4 separate regions of the Mus musculus genome follow, and all the other regions are linked to region 4. A link is a contact called in public Hi-C and HiChIP or PLAC-seq data. All regions are on one chromosome and are shown on one strand. The core of a region is the stretch at or near the end of the contact, and the rest is flanking DNA. Distances in the headings are between cores, read along the strand shown. Region 1 overlaps Fggy (FGGY carbohydrate kinase domain containing). Region 2 overlaps Fggy (FGGY carbohydrate kinase domain containing). Region 3 has its middle 26 kb from the start of Jun. Region 4 has its middle 110 kb from the start of Gm32240.

Evidence for each region. HiChIP or PLAC-seq counts read pairs in DNA pulled down with a chosen protein or histone mark. Hi-C and Micro-C count contacts between places; a contact is called where the count stands out from the background.
Region 1: a Hi-C map of liver shows a contact between it and region 4, with 2.2 times the contacts expected there. The contact joins two enhancer-like sites. A contact is called at or near these places in 1 of 15 datasets of contacts at CTCF or cohesin (the NIH/3T3 cell line), 2 of 484 Hi-C or Micro-C datasets (both in liver), 1 of 115 datasets of contacts at active chromatin or transcription factors (the 230-238 cell line) and 2 of 9 other capture datasets (adipose tissue and macrophages).
Region 2: a contact with region 4 is called in a Hi-C map of uterus, with 2.6 times the contacts expected there. The contact joins two enhancer-like sites. A contact is called at or near these places in 2 of 15 datasets of contacts at CTCF or cohesin (the NIH/3T3 cell line and pro-B cells), 5 of 484 Hi-C or Micro-C datasets (the 63-12 cell line, CD8 T cells, bone marrow-derived macrophages and 1 more), 4 of 115 datasets of contacts at active chromatin or transcription factors (the 230-238 cell line, embryonic basal ganglia, embryonic stem cells and 1 more) and 2 of 9 other capture datasets (embryonic tail and embryonic trunk).
Region 3: a CTCF HiChIP or PLAC-seq map of the NIH/3T3 cell line shows a contact between it and region 4, with 8 read pairs. The contact joins two enhancer-like sites. A contact is called at or near these places in 1 of 15 datasets of contacts at CTCF or cohesin (the NIH/3T3 cell line), 5 of 484 Hi-C or Micro-C datasets (the C2C12 cell line, bone marrow-derived macrophages, embryonic stem cells and 1 more) and 1 of 115 datasets of contacts at active chromatin or transcription factors (the NIH/3T3 cell line).

What each region holds. Positions count from the first base shown.
Region 1 is chr4:95,584,729-95,589,334 of GRCm38.p6, forward strand. Fggy (FGGY carbohydrate kinase domain containing) reads left to right here. Exons shown (of 16, transcript NM_001113412.1): 2 at 504-719. The coding sequence starts at 516. Among named protein-coding and RNA genes, the nearest start is that of Fggy, 30 kb to the left of the region's middle. Within about 2 kb of position 1,678, at least 9 of the 459 cell types and tissues checked have an H3K27ac peak or open chromatin away from gene starts, as enhancers often do. A contact at or near this core is called in liver, where this site is marked.
Region 2 is chr4:95,787,346-95,791,968 of GRCm38.p6, forward strand. All of the region lies in intron 8 of Fggy (FGGY carbohydrate kinase domain containing), which reads left to right. Among named protein-coding and RNA genes, the nearest start is that of Hook1, 180 kb to the right of the region's middle. Within about 2 kb of position 1,701, at least 10 of the 459 cell types and tissues checked have an H3K27ac peak or open chromatin away from gene starts, as enhancers often do. A contact at or near this core is called in uterus, where this site is marked.
Region 3 is chr4:95,024,054-95,028,554 of GRCm38.p6, forward strand. No RefSeq gene overlaps it. Among named protein-coding and RNA genes, the nearest start is that of Jun, 26 kb to the right of the region's middle. Within about 2 kb of position 2,053, at least 38 of the 459 cell types and tissues checked have an H3K27ac peak or open chromatin away from gene starts, as enhancers often do. A contact at or near this core is called in the C2C12 cell line and the NIH/3T3 cell line, where this site is marked.
Region 4 is chr4:95,317,205-95,321,938 of GRCm38.p6, forward strand. No RefSeq gene overlaps it. Among named protein-coding and RNA genes, the nearest start is that of Gm32240, 110 kb to the left of the region's middle. RefSeq lists an enhancer at 325-1,530. Within about 2 kb of position 2,142, at least 109 of the 459 cell types and tissues checked have an H3K27ac peak or open chromatin away from gene starts, as enhancers often do. A contact at or near this core is called in the C2C12 cell line, the NIH/3T3 cell line, liver and 1 more, where this site is marked.

The DNA.
Region 1 (4,606 bases), core at 428-2,927, 270 kb after region 4:
TCTGGCTCAGGAGCATTGCAGAGACTCCCATGTGCTTGCGTCCACTCATAGAGAGGAGTGGAAGCGCGTGGCTGCATACACTGCTTGGCACAGGATACCTATGAGGCTGATTTGCTGTATGCCTGGCTAGGAAATGATTCTTCTTTTGGTTCCAAGGCTTGTGGATTCAGATTCACGGAGTAAATGCTCATCTCTTATGGCTCCGGCTCCATCTCTGCTCCCCTCTGCCCTCTTATTGTCTCAGCGTTGCTTAAGTCAAATTGTAATCAGGTGCTTAATTTCTGACGCCCATCCAGGAGTGGGAACAGAATGTGCTACGCGTGCCTGTTCTCTGACCACCTTGCTCAGTGCCAATAAAACCTTTGGGAAGTTAAATAAATAAATACACAGCCCCCAGCTAGGTAGTTGGATTCCCCTTTTCTGCCCACTTTGGAGAATGAATTTCTTGGCTGTCTGAGCAGGTCTGCTTGTCTTCACATGGCTTTTGCACTTGTCCACCACAGGTAGAGGGGACCATGATGTCTGGCAGAGACCAGGAACCAAGTCGCTACTATGTGGGCATCGATGTGGGAACAGGTAGTGTCCGTGCGGCTCTAGTGGACCAGAGAGGGCTCCTTTTGGCTTTCGCAGAGCAGCCAATTAAGAAGTGGGAGCCTCAATTCAACCACCACGAGCAGTCCTCAGAGGATATCTGGGCGGCATGCTGCCTTGTCACAAAGGTAAGAGCAGAACCGCGGCAGCCCCTCCCTGTGCATGCCCCCGCTGCTCAGCAGTTTCGTATGCGGGTACTCGGTCTGCACAAAGCATTAGAGGTAAATGGAGGCATGTGGCTGGGTGGGGTAGGCTTTGCCTTTCAGAAGCAAACCTTACTGTGAGTGACAGACAGCTGAAATGTGCTGGGAGGACTGCTGCAGCCAGTTCACAGAGCTAGAGCTGACTCTCAGGGCATGGTGGCAACGAAGACAGTGCAGACGATGTGGAAGCCTGAGCTGTGGAAACGAGGAAGGAAGAGTCATGGCGGCACCCAGTGTGTCTCTGTTGTATGCCAGTGTGTTAGCACATACTGTGGTGAATCCTTGGAACTTGGTGGAACTAGCCTTACAGCTAGCACTAATGCTGCCCCCAGGTCATTTTGTTCCAGGAGGAGATGGGGAGTGGAGTGCTGGTCAGCTTACCCGGTCATCAGGAGTTAGTGACTGGCAGCAGCAGGGCAAGAACCTAAACGTCTGATTCCTATTAACCATGAGCTCTGTATCCTCCCAGTTGGACACACAAGGGTCAGTGCATTGTGGGTAGGAGAAACAATGAGGGGCAGAAAACTATGGCATGCTCTAAGAAAGCATCTTCATATGAGCCCCACACATGCTCATCTTGAGTGGCCTGTGATAAGCCTGGGCTTGCTGTCTTAAGGAAGCAGGTGACGCTGGCTGTGACTAGTTCATGTCTCAATCATTAGTTTTAGTTTGTGATATTACTATGACTTCATATTTTGGTGATCATTAACAACAGACATTCTTTTATCTCCCTTTCCATCCCCCAAAAGGAAAAAAAAAATGAAACCCTGAGTTCTGGTCTTTCTCCCTGTTTCTAGTTGAGGTCCTTAAATATTCATGAAGTGCTTGGTAATTTTCAGCTGGACAGTCACCCATTTTTTTCTGTATTGATTGGTCTGGTTAAACTTTGATGAGCTCTGAGCAGCTGTTAGTGCCCCAGAGAAAACCACAGAGAGGTGGGTTGCGCTACCCAGACACTCTGCAGAAATAAAAGAGAGGTCATCTTCTCTTCTGCCTGTTTAATTTTCCTCTTCTCTCCCCACTCCCAGTCTCTGCCTCCATCAAAATCTTCTGCTCTTTGCCCTTGGGTCTCTTTTGTTCTTCTAACACTCTTGCCATTAAGGAAATTGTCAAGAAGAAAATATAGTTCCCTGATGAAGAGTTCCCTGAAAGCAGATCTACTCCAGCACAGCTTGGCTTAATGGCAGACTTTTAATCATCTCCCAGTGGTGGTCAGCTCATCATTTGTGTCAGCCCTGGTAGCCACAGAAGTGCAGGGCATTAGTGCTCAGCCAATACCTCTCACTGCAGCCGAGCTGCAGAAAGCCCATGGGCCTTAGGTCGTGCCTCACACATTGTATATGGAGATGTGCTGGAGTGTGATGTGTCTGCTCACAACCTCATGTGAGGAGGAGCTTCAAGGAGGCCTTTTTGATACTCGGAGTAGTCTGCAATTGAACTGCCTGGGTAGGAGTCCCTGACTTAGCAATGTGTAGCTGTGATCTTGGACTCATTACCATTTCTTGCCCAGTTTCCTTCTCAATAAAAGAAGATTAATGAGAGTCCCCAACTTCAGAAGACTCTTGTGGTGATTACAGTTTATAAAACGTCCCAGCAGTGTCAGGGGTTAAACAACCACTGTTGCCGGTGGTGGGCATGGTAACAAGGTGAGCAGATAGGGAGTGGATTTCTGAGACAAAAGAGAAGAAATGCAGGTGCGAGAGAATGCCTCTGGGAAACGTCCACCCGTCCCTCTGCCCAGGGCTCCTTCTGTGGAAGCCTTAAGCAGTGGTCTAGGACTTGAACTGCTGCCTCTTCTACCCTGGCCTGCCTTTGCTTCGTCAGTGGCTCCGGAAAGCAGAGATCTTGAGAACAATGGTGAACTGTCTTTCTTTTTTCTTTTTCTTTTTCCCTCCTGAGAGATGTTTTTCCCCTAGTCCAGTTAGTAAGAAGAGTAACAGTAGTAATGACAAGGCGGTGATGATGTCAGCAGCTTATATTCGTTGCTGATTGACCATGTGCTAGATGTGTGCTCAATACTGTGTGCCCATCACGTCACTTGGTCCTTATAACAACCTTTGCGGACAGTTTTTCTTCTCATGAAGATGAAAAAAGAAGGCTTTGAAGTAGTTCAGACAAGGGCTTTTAAGATGACTCAGAGACAGGTCTTCAGGCCTCTTTCTCCCCAGCCTCAGCCCTTCCCTGTGAGTCCTGCTTGCAGTTAGAGGTGTTGTAGGTTGCTACTGTGTGGGGCCAGGAACTTACCTTGTTAACTAAGCACTGCATGGTCGTGCCTTTTCCCAGGCTGCTGCTTCTGGGAAAATGTGGGCCCTTAAAATTGGTATGCTTTTATTAGGCCAGTACTCAATACAGCTAAAACGTTCTCTGGAAACACGCAAGTCCTAGGAGACACATACAATCCCATATCTTAAAGTGTGCTTTTTGGGTCTACTGTATCAAGGAAACATCACAAGTTTTTAGATTTCCACTGGGAAAAAGATAAGCTGAAAGAATCATCATATATCCAATGGTCATTTGTTAATTGCTCTTATTTTTATGTTTGTATATATGCATTTATGCATATGTTATGCACATGTTCATATGGGTGCACATTTGCATACAGGCATGCATGTATGTGCATGTGTGTACAGGTATGCTTGGTTGTGTGCACAGGTGTACGTGTGTGAGCGTATATGCAGTGTGTATGTGCTTGATGACAACCTGGGATGTCAGTTCTTAGGATCCATCCATATCCTTTTTGAGACAGAGTCTCTCCCAGGGGCCTGAGCTCACCTAGAAGGTTATGTTGGCTGGCCATTGAGCCCTAGTGATGCTCTGATCTAGACCTCCCAGCACCAGGATTGAAAGCAACAAGCCAGCTGTTTTTCCTGGCGCTAGGGATCAAACTTAGTTCTCATGCTTGTGAGACAAGCAATTTACCAATGGAGTTATTTCCTTAGCCTCAGGAAATCGTTATTTTATTTAGTCTGAAAATATTTATGGAGCGTGGACTGTATGCTATACTCTTTGTCAGACACTGGAACATATGTAAAGAAGCATGATCATAAGTTCTCTGGCCTCAAGACAAAATAGCTTAATCTGCATGGGAATAAAACCCCAAGAACACATGGAGCTAATGAACTGTGGTTTTGTTCTAGGTTGGTACTTGCTGTATGGACAGTAATTTTAACATCTTACATTCATAGAACTGTTATAGTTTGCAAAACACCTTCATATTTTAATTATGATAATAAGATAAATAGAGGCAGGGCTGTTGTTTCCACTTGACAGGAGGAAAGATAAACTGTGGGCCAGATCGTTGAATGGCATTTCCAGTGTTCCCAGGTAGTGACAGCCCAGGCTTAGATGGCAGAAGTCTGTGCATTCTCTGTTCCCAACACCTACTGCCCACATCATTTTCAGAGCTAAATACAGGTCTTAGCATCTGTGCTACTTTGCAGATGATAGTGATGGTTTCTGTGGTTAAACTGCTGTTACTCTTTTGCTTCCAACCCTTAGTAGCACCAGGGTTCTTTCTGGATGGAACTACAATTTGTAACATGGCCTTCATGGCTGTGTACATTGTAGCTCTTCCCAAGGTCATTATTGATGTGTTCTTGGCTCTCTGTCCCAGTGGCCATTCCCTGTCCTGTGTTTAAACATAGAACCACTTGGAGAGAGGCTTTCCTCTGCTTAGAACATCTTTTTGCCTTTGACTGTACCAGAATTAGAATTTTGCACAGGGAAAAATAGCGATGAGGTGAGAGGTTGCTGGAAGGAAGATATATCATGGGACTTGGTGGCAGTGGAGGAGACAGAGGGGACCTCAGAAC
Region 2 (4,623 bases), core at 451-2,950, 470 kb after region 4:
AAAGCCAGGATGGTTTTCACCTCTCTCCCCCAAGTCTAAAAGGTACTCAGGTACTCAGTGGAATACTTACAGAGGGCCCCTGTTCTAGATAGAATTGATTTTCAACCTCTCTGAGTAGTTCTTTTGGTACTTCCCTGCCTCTTATCAGGCAACTGTTCTGATCTTTCAGAAACCAAGACAGTTGCTTTGCATCTAAGATCTCAGTTAATGGCCCTGAAACCCTAGGAGGCAGCTGTTATGTAAAGTCTCCTGGGGTGAGGAGGGAGCATCAATTAATACAAATGCCTTGAGTGTAAACATCAGTTATCTTCTTACATCAACCCATTAGAGACACAAATTGAAAACTGAGCAGTCTTCGTGGTTCAGCATAAGAAATGAGACTCAGGTTTTTTTCCACCCAAGCCTACTTCCATTTTCAGCTGCTCCCTCCCTCATGGAGACATCTTTGCATCTTACAAGGATTAACGAGACTTGTCTGTACTTTGAACTCAGACAGAAATGTGGATTAAATATTCCCTAGTAACATAATAAAGAGTACAGGGAGTCATAGACTCAGCACATGGCAAGGCAAGACTGTCTTGAAGCCTGAAGAGATGAAAAAGGACAGCCCAGAGTTGCTTTCTATTCTAACCTGCCTATAGATTTTTTTCAACATCCTGGCAGGAAAATTTTCCTGTCTGTCTTTTCAAGAGGGGAGCCAGACAGGGACCAGGCTAATCACTTGCTACACAGACCTGTTATTCATAGGTGAACAAGACGGTCCTCTTCTGTACTATGGCTAAGGGTATAGCCTCAGTGTCCAGCTTCCCATCCCGAGTTCTGCACACGGAAGGCCGTTCTGTCCTGCCAGGACTCAATACTTTGCTACTTTACCATCCTATGAGTCAAGTAAGAAAGAAGAAAATAGCTCCTACTCAAGAGCTATTTGTCTGTCCCTAAAGTGAGAGCCAGGTTCTCAGTTTGCCAGACCAGTGGCAAGCCAGACTATATCACATGCAGAGATCATGGGTTCTCTGGAATTGACAAGTCTGAAAGCCAGGCCAGTTCCTTATCTTACCACCTAGTGAGTGTAGAGAGAGGGAAAATCTAGGGACTCCTGAAGTGAACTTAACTCAGTCATAGAGTTTTTCTGACAGAGCCTTACCCATGCAGTCCATAGCCCTTCCCTAGAAACCTACTTCCCTGGAAATGGTAAAAATCTAGGAGGTGAATGGCTGCTTCCCTGGAGCCCCCAGATGTGCTTTGACTCCATAGTTGCTGAATTGCTCAGAGGTGACCCCTTACAACAGAAAGACGTGAAGGTCCAGATCAGATCTGCATCCTGCCACATAACATCCATGCAGCCATGGAAAGGCATTGACCTCCAAGAGACATGGTTTCTTGTCAGTAAACTAGGAAATTCCAAGACCACAGAGATTACCAGTACAAACGCATTCAACTGTAGTAACTTCTTGGCAAATAGTCACCCCCCTCCACGCCCACTGTGTGCCTTTGTTCGCCTTTTTTTTTTATTTAAAAAATAAGGGCAATTATCATTCTCTTTGGTTTGCAAACTGAATACAAATTAATAGCGTGCAGTTTCCATTTAAGCCACCCTCAGAGAGCTGTGCTGTATCATGCCATATATTTTACTGACAGTTGTTTTCGTCCCTTCTCTTTTCTCCTAAGGAAGTCCAGATGGGCCCAAGTACTTTCTCATACCCCAAAAGATCTACTCCAAGGGCTGGAATCAGGCCTGCTTCCCATCCAGATGATCTATTCATAACAAAAGCTGCCTCCTGGCCATTGCCCACAGCTGAATCCTGTTACTCTGAAGCCAGCATTTCATTTGTTTCTGATTGTCCTACAGTGTTTGCATACCTTATATATTAGTAGAGATTTTTTTTTTTGCACACAGACAGGGGTTAAGCACCCCCAAATTAACTTTTCCTCAATATCCTTTCTCCTTTGAGTCTCTGTATTACTGCTTCGGTGTTACAAACCACCTCTCTTTCCTATGATCTTATTTAAATGTAAAACAGTTTTTCTTTCAACTTAACCTCACAGCACTGCTGTTGCCTGTAGAAAAGAGGGAGGGTGTAACAGGAATTGTTTGATTATGCCCCTGCCCCACATTTCCTTACATAGGATAGTCCACAACTTTATTAAATGGACAGGCTGCATATCTATTCATGGCCCACAAGAGCTGAGCTGAAAGAGTCTCTGACTCTATTTTTTGCAACTTTTTTTTTTAAATCAAGTTGTTTCGAAAGAGAATGTCGTAGAGTCAGATTTGGTTAAATCCTGGTTTGGTCTTAGTTGTAACACACATTAAGTTAGAACTTAAGAGTTAATGCTCTGAACCTATTCTTTTTTTTTTTTTTTTCCTTTTTCATCAAAACTGAGTATAATGGACTCAGGCTTACCCGGATCTTAAGGCTAGGGGCAAAAAATGTGAAACTGGGCACCTGGAGATGGAGACTTGTTCCTTCTAGCAATTTCAGGTCTCCCAGGACTGATGCATGGTAGACTCAGGGGCCTACGGTACTGCTGACAGGAAGGAGGGCTGGGATCACTTCTGTACATCTGTCACATTTGTGATGTCCCTGGGTACGCAAGGAATAGGGCATTTCATCCTGTCTTCTCTATACCTGCCATTTCCTCTTGACTTCATGCTGTCTCGCCATTCATCAGTCTCCTTTTAAAGATGTATACGGTGAGCCTTGCCCTGGCATCTCAGCTGGGCTTGACAAACACTTTTGTTTATTTATAAACAAACGTTTATAAAGTCACAAAGGGAGGTACCACATCTAGATAGCTTTTAGTGCTCTTTGCCTAGCCATTTTAAACTTACCTTTTTATGTTAAGCCAAAACTGGAAGAAGAGTTCTACAGAGCAGATTTCTTCTTGTCTAGATTTGCATGAATGTCCTCTTAGCCATACCTGGAACACAGTGACTTGTTTGAGAGGATATGTCCAAAAGACAATAGCTAGTGCCCGTGCACAGAGATGGTGACTTTTTAAGATTTTCATGTATTTGGGAGAGCACTATAATAAAATTATGTTACTCTCCTCTTTCTCCCTCCAAAAGCTCCTATATAGCTTTCATTGTTCTTTTTCAAGCTCATGGCCTCTTTTTCATTAATTGTTGTTTATCTATTTATTTATTTTTTAACTATTTTTCTATTGCTCTATCTATCTATCCATCTGTCTGTGTAGGTCTGTCTGCCTGTCTATCATCTCTCATCTATCTATTGGCTGGTACTGGAAACCTATCCAACTGCCCAGTGCTAGTGAAGTCATGGATCTTGGATGAGAACCTACAGCCACCACCTTACCAAACCAACAAACTTCTAACTGCATTCTAATTGTTTGTCTTTATACCCACAGACGTAAGTATAGCCCTCACCCCTCATCAAGAAAATTGCTCTTTGTAAGTGTAGGAGGCTCTTACTAAATTTGCTTAAAATATTTAAGGAATTTAATCTCATAATTTGGAAGGCAGAGGCAGGTTGATTTTCATGAGTTCAAGACTGGTCTGATCTACAGAGTAAGTTCTAGGCCAGCCAAGGCTACAGTGTGAGACCCTGTCTTATATATATATAATGCCTTGTTACAAATCAACCAAGGGTTTCTTTGTCTCTACACAATATGCTATTAATGGAGTGAAGCCTCCCTATACTTACTCGTGTAAGGAATATACAGGTAATGTCTAAGCCACCCATGTGGTCTTGCTTTCTCTCCTCTTTCAAACCAGTGCGGCCACTGTACTTCACTTGAGATTTTTTTCTCTATGTAATGCCAGGCCTTAGTTTTTAAAATTAAACTCTCACGTTAATTCCAGGTAGTAAATAGAAAGTACACCTTATATGCATATAAGTGATGCAATACAGTCTGCAGTTCCATGGTCACCAAATGAACCAGGCGCCCTACACCAAAGGATGCTACTCTTCATCCTTGCATGTTTGTAATAGCAGTCCTGTATCTGAGATGAAGATCCTAGGAACACATATCACACAGAAAGTTAAAACAGAACATTGAATTTTAGAACAAAGTAAGTGAATGGTTACACCCAGGAGATGGTGTCTAAAGTCAGAGACTGGAATCAGAAAAATGTACGTACAAGGGAAACCCGGAAACACAATTTGAAAGGATCCACAGTTTGCCAGTCACAAGTAAGTAGATGTATGTCAGAAACATGCTGTAATAACTGACTATGTATGTGGCTAGGAAATAGGCATGTAATCTCCCTCTGTTGCCATCTTCTGATCAGCCCCAGCTGGGAGGCCACCCCAGGCATGCTTCCTCCCTAACCCCCAGTCTGCACTAGAGAGCTGTTTCTCCTAATAGTTAACAATAAAAGGAGCATCAGCCTCTTTATCTATAAACCCCTTGGCAGTTAGTACTATTAGTCCTATGCTCACTATTGGGTGATTTTACAAGGAGGAGAATGTCTACCTGGCCACTTGATATCGAAGCAGCAGAACTAAGGCTCCATCGCGAAAAGACAGAGCAGCCTAACTAGTCTTCATTAGTTCTCTCTACTCTCCTGCCCTATCCTACATGACTGTTTTTTTTCTAAATCCACAGAAGAGATACGTAACTGTCTACTCCCACAGTTTGTTTGGTTTATGGAAAAGATGC
Region 3 (4,501 bases), core at 803-3,302, 290 kb before region 4:
CATTGACTAGGCAATTTATAACAGGCAAAAATCCATTAGTTCACCATCCTAAAGACTAAGAAGTCCAAGGCAGAGGAGGTAGTATCTGGCATGGGCTTCTCTTTTGCATTGTCTCGTGGTAGAAAGCCAAAGAGAGGTTGACAGAGAACAAAATGGGGCCAAACTTGTCCTTGTAGAATGAATTCAGATTAAATAATGAACCCACTACCAAGATAATGACATTAATCCATCCTTAAAGACAATGCCCCTATAGCCCAAACCATTCCTATTAGGCACCATCTCCCAACACTGTCCCATTAGAGACCAAGTGTTTAACACAAGGATTTTGGAAGAAACCATCAAACTGTAGCAACTACATTTTATTAAAGAGCCATGCACAGCATATTTTAAGCATGGCTGAGACATCATATGTCAACTAGATAAATACAATCCCCACTCTGGGGAATTCTGGATACAAGTCCCACAATGAATGAGATTTGTAGTGTCCCGGTGTTCTTGTACTCTGAGTGAGACTTGAAAGGGTGGGCAGGTGTGGTGGGATAAAGCTAGAAAGACAAGCAGGGTAACTCATACCTGGTGGGAGTCAGCAAGAAGCAGAGGAGTGGAGGTATGACTCACAAAACTTTTTATCCCCCTCCTCACCGCTCCAGGCCCTCAGTTTCCACTCATAGAATAAGTGCTTGGAATTAGGATGATCTCAGAATTCTCAAACTCTCGATTCTGTGACAAATTACTAGACAATGTTCTACAGCTAAAAAGGCCCAAAGACCGTGTAGGGACAACTCCAGAAAGTTCCTGTGGCTTCCCAATAAAACATTGAGGCTGAAACACCATTTCTTCCGTTCTCCCCTGGTCCTGAAACAAGTGCTGCCCTGCTGTGGTTATCTGTACCTCTGTAATTTTCACGGTGCCAAGGAAGGCAAGGACTGTGTGGCATCTTGCCAGGTGACAATTTTTGGGGTCTTTATATCACCTCCCCCATCAAAATACAACTGTTCTGATGTATGGAACTGACATAATCATCCCTCTGCCTCAACACCTCTCATTGGAGCATCAGCCAGTACAGATGTTTTAGGGTGATGAAATTAGTGAATCACAACTGAATACTGTATTTTTTAACAGCCAGTGACAGAGAGGTTACAGAAGAGCCTCCATTAACAAGCTCATCAATGGTGCTTTAACTGAGCATTTATAGGCAAGGAGTTGATGTTGCTTGCTGATGGTTGCCTGGTCAGAAAATAACAAATCTTAAGATGACTTCCTTCTCTCCTTTCATTTTTTTTCATTCAGTGTTCCCTAAGGGTATGGAACACAGGTGACTTTTGACAAAATTTAGTGGGATAAAATGGAATTTTAGGAATCTAAGGAGTCTCTGGGCTTCAGAGTCTAATATATGAGTTCAAATCCTCCTGGGCTTCCAACCATTGAGGTCATCTGTAGACACTTACTTTTTGTGAAACTGCTGTGTGGGTTGGAAGAAATTCTACCCCCAATAGCTCCCTGACAGGCTGTCCCTATAGGGCACGGTAATTTTAAGGCCTAGACTGTGGGGTCCTTCTCTTTTGTTAACTTTTTTTGAAGTGGAGTCTTACTCAGTTTAGGTAGTAAGAAGCCGTCTTCAGATACAATGTGCACGCCTCATCACTTTCTGTGTATTCTTCCCAGAATGTTGAAGCTGATCACCCTCGCTCCTGACACCAATCGATTTATGTTGGCTTATGTCTTTTGCCCTTTCTAATGCTACAACCTAAGTTAAGGCCTAGTGTGTCTCAAACACATCATTGCTACCTGCCACCATTGACCTTTCTCAGCACAGGCACCGACTTCAGTCAGTAGAGTATGCTGCAAAGATGGATGCTTTCCTGGAGGAGGAACTTGCCTGCACAGGTTCGGGGTAAGCCACAGCCACAGATGTACTGGCTGGAAGGCTAGAGAGCCCTTAGCAACTCCAGTTGTTCAGCATCCCGGAGAAGAGCCTGTGCGATGGGGCGTGTGGCAGCGCCTCTGCTTTCTGAGAAGGAAATTGCAGTGCCACAGACCTCACCCCATACACAGTGGCTGCAGCCAGACCTGAATACCCTTCTTATTATTCAGCGGCTGTAGAACACTCCACACAGGAAGATGACTCGCTCCTTCAATGAGATGCAGAAAGGCCTTCTGCGGAAACAATTTGAAGTGCTTAAATATCCTGTTTCTTAAACCTCCTCTTTCAAATCCCTTGGCTTGAGAGAGATCTTTATTAAAAACTGAGCTGGTTGTAACATTCGTTGAACGCCTTAGTGGGGTTTCATTTGTACTTATTATGAGGTATAGCGCTCCAGCGACCGCTCAGCTCCCTTTATGCCTTTGCCACGGAAAGGACAGATTTGTCATAGCAGTGGGAGAAAACACAATGAGCACGCTGCTTTTACAATGCACAAATATAATAAGAAGTGACAGCATACATTTGTCAAGGATCAGGTGTGGAGACAAGGCATTGCTCATACTGATTATTCCAGAGTGATTATTCCAGGGTGAAGGTGGGGGAATACAGAATGGTGAGCAACCTCTTAGCCTCGTGCAAACCCCTCTAGGAGCAGGGCAGCATAGAAACACTGCAACCAAAGGGATGGATTGACCACATTCTCATACTAAAATACAAATAGAGAGAACTCTCTTCAGTCTCTAGAATAAAGTGGATGGCGTCTATTACCTTTGGAAGGGCTCTGTTCATGTACAGCAGGTGTTCCACCAGCAACAAAAGACTTTGAATCCTCATCTCCAAAGAAAAGAAACAGAAAGAGTTAGGTATGGACCCAGATCATCAACCAAAGGGTCTTGGAGAATATTTGGCCCTAGGCTCAGGGGAGGGATACTTAGGTATAACTAGTAGTAGGATATTGGTGGAAGGCACCATGGTATCATGGGAAGTCCATGGCTTAAAACCTGACCAAATATACTTTATAATTCCAGTTGTGGTACTGACTAGCTGAGTGACCTTGTCCAGACCACTTTACTCTTTTGATATTATCTGCAAAATAATTCCTGGAGAGGTGGCACATGAATAATATCATTATTAAGACAGTCTTAGATTAGAGACTAAGATTAGTGATATTTATGAACCCCAAGTTTCTGAATTTCTGTATGTACTGTGATGAGAATATCGTATCGATAGGATTTTCTGAAGCACAACAGATTATTAGGCCCAGAAAACAGAAAACACTACATAAATGTTTTATTTATGTAAGATATTGAGTCTGGTTTGTTGGCAGAAAACCCATAAGAGAATTGGACCCTCTGTGGATTATAGTTCATGGAAGCAGTTACGGGATTTATCCTAAGAGTCTTTGGTCAGTTGTCTAGTCTTCTTGATGTGAAGCCCTATGGCCAGGTCTAAGAAGATCTTTGAAATCTTCTGGGTGGTCTGAGGATATGGATGAGTTAATTCTGTGATGAAATTTTAGGATCAGGTTTCCTTCTAAGTCTAGAGAGGCAGGAATAAGCTTGACTGCCTTAAAGTCAAGCGATCTTAGCAGCAGCATCACCACGTTCTTCCTCAACAAAGAAATCAAGTCCAAAGAGTTTTCCCACCTGGAAGTCAGTGTTGGCTTAATATTGCAAACTTGGCCAGAGCTGTCCATCTATTCATTGCACATGTTAGAACAGAAAAATGGTGGTCACTTCTAAAGCAGTGGTCAGCAAGAACCTGTCCTATGCTTGATTCTGCAAAGGAGGCTAATGGTGCGCTAGTCCTACAACTCAGCAATAACCCTTAGCCTGTAGCAGATGCTATCTGATGTCCTTTCTGCCAGGGATGCTGATTTACAGGAACAATCTTTCTTTTCTGTAGAAAAGGTTTGTTAAAATGTTGCTTCATTTATAGACAAGAGAAGAAGCAAGGCTGTGTGATGCTGTCAGCCAGAGAAAAGTGCTGAGAGTTAGGTCCCTTAAAAGTACCATCTTCATTCTGGATAAAATTCAATTTCCCTTCCCACTGTGGTTTACTATAAGTCAGCTTAAGCCCAATAACACACAACAGATTATGAATTATGCACAGTACGATTCTGGTGTGAATTTTCTATCTTGATCTCTTTTATCAATGGATGAAACTCTTACAGGCTACTTGTGACTAATAGAACTGGTCTGGTTGTGTTGTATCTTGCATTTATACATCAATGGTTATTCAAAAATACTAATGGCCAGGTCAGATGACCAGGGTACCACCACAAAGCACTTGTGCAGTTAGCGTGTATCCTTTCATTCTTTTCTGCCTTATCAGATTCCTTCTACATCAGAAGAACAATTTGGGCCGGTGAGATGATTATCGATAACGGTTATTTTCACCAAACCTCACAACTGGTGTTCAATCCCTGGGATTCACATGGTAGAAGAAGAAAAGCAATTCCTGCAGGTCTTCCTATGACCTCCATATGTGCACCATGGCATATGTAGGTCACATGTGTCTCTGCCTATATGTAGGTGAAATGTAATAAAAAAAGAATATTTGAGAAAATTAGTCCTA
Region 4 (4,734 bases), core at 892-3,391:
CTCAGAGCTGTGCACAGCTGCTCAGTGCTTCCATATAATAGAAAACTTCACTCTTTTTCATGGTATACCCTACGGAAGCAGGGATGGATGGGAGGATGATGAGGTCAGAGAAGTAATAAGGCCCAGACCTAAAGTGCCTTGAATGTCATTGTGAAGGCTGTGGGCTACCTTCTGAGTAGACCATGCTTGCCAGATCAGTGGAGCAAAAGAGACCAGAGAAGTGCCCTGAATTTGATCTTGGTCCTTCTTATTCATTTTTGGCTAACCCTGCTTTGCAATGAATCCTATGTAGACAGGTTAAAAAAAAAAGCAAAACAAAAAACTTTTATTCTTTTTCTGTCTTGAAATGGCATTTATCAAAGTTTTGATTCTCAACTGACCCTTCACAGAAACCACAATTTTTTTAATGCTAGGTGGTCTTGGTGGGAAGGTTTGAGTCCCTGTGTCCTGGGTGAGGCAACTGTCCCTCTCTGTGAGTCAACAAGGGCATTGTTGGGGCTCAGGCACTCTGATGGCATGCTCTCTAACTTTAATTCCTGCTCTTATAGTCCTGAACCCTCCCTCGCCTTTCTCCTCCCAAAGTTCCTCCTCAATGGGCTTGTAAATGTGTAAAGTGTTGAAAACCATGTAGGAGGTTGCAGGGTGGAGGCCCCTGGGGACTGGGTGAGTGATCAACGCCCAGGAGCAGCCTGGGTCCTGGGAGCCTTCGCTGGTCACCACTGAGAGAAGGGCAAGCTCTCCTTGCAAAGGGGCTCTGACAGGCTAATGTAAACCAGATGTGCACCAGAGAGAGCAAGGCCTATTACTAAGTGTTGTGAAATGGCCCAGGGGAGGTAAATAAGCAAAAACAGGCCAGTTGCCTAGCAGCACATACAACAAAACAAGCAGCAGCCCAGTTGGCATTGGACCAGGCAGAGCAGCTTTCTGCAGGGGGCGGGAGAGACAGGGAGGGCTCAGTCTGATGAGACCCAAGGGGCTGGCTCTCCAGCACCTTCCAAACTCCCTGCTAGGTTATTCCTGATCCCCTGGGTACTAGGGTCTGCCATCTGATCTGCTCAGCTTGGCTCCACAGGCACAGTGACTGCTTTCAGTGAACCCCTAAGGGTCCGTGTCAGAATTTCTTAATGGGGGGAAGGAGGAGCTGTACCCACTTCTGAGAACTATAGTCTGACTATATCCATTGAGGGGGTAACAGCAGGGACAGAGCTGCAAAGATCTCCTAAAGGTCCTCAATATTCTTAACATATCCTTCAGCCACCAGTGTTCAATATCCCATGCATCTCTTGAGCTTGTAAACTAATATAAACGGGGCACTGGAATGGCTCCAAGTTAGACAGAATGGATCAAACGAGGCTCACACCTTGTTCTCAAAGGATTGACAGCTTATGGAGATAACCATGATCAAGGAATCACACGCTCAGATGCATGGCTGCAAGTGTTGCTTCATACTTTGAAAGAAAATACAGAGTAGCAAGAAACTGCAAAGCAGTGATTGAGTTTCAATAGTGTGTGAGGCAGTTTGCTTTTCAGAGGAGAAGCTGAGACATGCAAATGATTAGCACTCACCAGGAGAAAGGAGGGGCTGGCAAAGGAGAAAGCTTTGGGACATGAAGGCTCTTTGAGTGGGGGAGGGGTGCTCTGAGACAGTAGGGCTGGAAGAATGTCTGTGAAGTGGGTTGTGAGGTAGAGAAGTAGAGAGGGAACAGGTCACTTGAGACACAGGAGATCACAGAATGATGGAGGATTTAGTCTCAAGTTCAATGAGAAATGAATGGGGTTTATTTACTGAAAACTAATTCAGTAGTGTACGAGTCCTGACTTATTAGTTTCACATTTGTTAAAGATTACTCCTGGGTACAACACGGCCGTCCTGAAAAGGAATGAGAGAGGGGACAGGAAAGTTTGTCAAGGCGGATAGGATTATCAGCAAACTGAAAACAGACAAGTTCATGAACTAGCTCAGGGTCACAGGCAGGGCTGGGATCCAAGCCTAGACTTGCACGGTACCAATCAGGCTAGTGTTTCCAGGTTCCCGATTCTTCTTCAGACCAATTCTACAGAAACTTTCTCACCCTTATCTGACCCTCTGGGGGAGGAGTGCATCCCTTCCCAGCTGGAGGATGAGTAAGCACTGACTGGACTGTAAAGGCCCCGTCAACACTGTAGACAAGGATGCCTTTCTTGCCTGCTACCTAGCTAGCCCTTCCTTGTAGTGGGAGACCACTGTGCCTACTCTCCCAGCACTAGCCATCTTCATCTGTACCTGGCCCTTAGAGAACACCAGCCTGGCAATGTGGTGCTATGAAGAGATTCGGCTTGCAATCAAGCCTGGAGTTTGAGTTCTGGATCTATCTGTCTGTCCTGAGCTTCCCCTTCGAGATGGCTCTGTGTCCTGAACAAGTCACTCAACCCTTGTAATTGGAATAGTAATGCTTGACTTCTGCTATTAGTACCAATAGAAAATATGACTCAAATTCCTTTGCTTCTCCCTTCCCTTCTCCTTTTCCCTCTCCCTACCTCTCATCAAACTTTTTGACAATTTTGCTAGCTTCACTCTGGGCAGTATACCTCCAAGGGAGATCACTGCTGTGCAATATCTCAGGTGGACAAGAACAGGCCAAACTGAAGACTGTCCATGAGATTTGATAGATGACCTCTCTATCCACTGAAGGGCAGAGAGGCCTGAGTCCTGGGAGAGGAGGGGAGTCTACTTTGCAGGGCATCTCTGCTGTCTTAGTTAGGGTTTCTATTGATGTAATAAAATGTCGTAACTGAAAGTAACTTGGGCAGGAAATAATTTATTTCAAGGTTACAGTTCCATGTCACAGCCCATTGTCAAAGGGAGTTGAATAGAAAAATAAAAAATAAAAAAATAAAAAAGGGAAAGGACATGACTACACCTAGGTATGGCAGAGGAGAAAGTTTATTATAGATAAAAGGGAGACATAGCCAGGAACAGGGACATCTGGGAGATTCCAGAGTAGTTATGACCTGGGCCAGGCCACATGGAGAGAAGGTGTGGGGAGGGGAGATCAAGACCAAGAGGCCAAGAAGGTAAAGGGTAAATGAAAAGTCGAGGTAACTAAAAGATTGAATTATATAGGAAAGAGCAGCTGGGGGGAAGGGCTAGGGCTTAGGTTAGATGGAAGGATATGGCAGCCATAACTTGTACCAGGTACTGGATGAGGGATATAGGGAGAGCCTGGTGGCCAGGTTTGCTTTGATATATTGGGTAGGCACTTTAGCCTTTTGTTCTGGGCTTGAGATGTAACAAAAGTCAGGACTGGAACACAAGGCAAGAGCCTGGAAGTAAGAACTGAAGCCGAAAGCATGGAGGAGGGCTTCTTAGTGGCTTGCTCAGCATGCTTTATTTAATCCTGGGACCACCAGCCCAGGGACTGCACTGGCTCCACTGAGCAGAGCCCTCCCTCATTAATCATCAATAAAGACAAGGCTCCATACTGTTATTTGTAAGACAATCTGATGGGGATATTTTCTCAGCTGAGGTTCCCTCTTCCCGAATGAGTCTAGCTTATGTCGAACAGACATAAAACTAGCAGTACAGAGGCATTGATGAGAAGCAAGCAGTTACTTGATTCTAGCATTTAACACCTTTGGAGGCTGGAGAAGGCAGGTGGTGGAGCCTTGAACACCTATAGGTGGTAGAGCTTTAGGGGGGGGGGTCAACTTGAAAAGCCATGACACACATTTAGGAGACAGTCAAGGGCCACTCTTCCTGGTAGAGGGGAAGTCCACTTTGTAGGGCATCTCTGCTGTAATGCAAGCAATATGTATAAACATAACTGTTAATCTCCTGTTGTAATTGTTGTCTATGAGGCTTACTGCATCATCTGATAACCTAGTCCTAGTCCTGGATGCTTCTAGCCTCCATACAATCTAATCTAGGCCTGGGCTGTTTTTAAGCCTCTGAGACTTACTTCAGAATAAACTCACCTCTTCATATTCTTCCTGATCTCTGCCAGGCTGATCCAACTCAGCTGTTCTGACTCAAACTCCTCTCCAAGCTGACAGATTCAAATTGTGCTCTCTCTCTCTCTCTCTCTCTCTCTCTCTCTCTCTCTCTCTCTCTCTCTCTCTCTCTCTCTTTCTCTCTCTGCTTCTCCTGAATGGATTTGTCTACTTAACCTCACACTAACTTTGGCAATATATTCTACTCTATTGGCTTCTTCTCATTCTCTGGTTCATTCTCTGGCTCATTCTGTCTTCACCTGTGTTTAGCTTTTTCACTCTTTAATCTGTCTCTGTAAAGCTCTCTTGGTAAAACTGACTGCCCACTCTTGTTTTTATTTTTTTATTTTTTCTGCGCTGTTCTTTCTTAAGTAGTCTCCCTTTCCTCTCTCTTCTCCTGAGAGTTGGGTGTATCCTATTCTGTCAAATTTTACTCTGATTCATCACTTTGTCTGCCACTCTATTAGACATTACTTTCAAACATGGGTGCTTCCTTCTATAAACTAACTTTACTTTCATTGTTTGGAGTTAAAGGTGTGTAATAAGGGCACGTCTGTATTCTTCCCAGAAGGATTAAAGGTGTGTGCCAAGGCTGAACCATAACACAACTAGAAACAGCATTTTTTTAAAAAAATAACACAATCTTGAGGTTTACAGTGTGATCAACTATCCTTCAACAAGTATCAGTGATCTACATGAGGCCCTCCTGTCTTCAGTTCCCCACCCCCTTTTTTTTTTCTGGGAATGCTCTGTTTGCTGACCTGG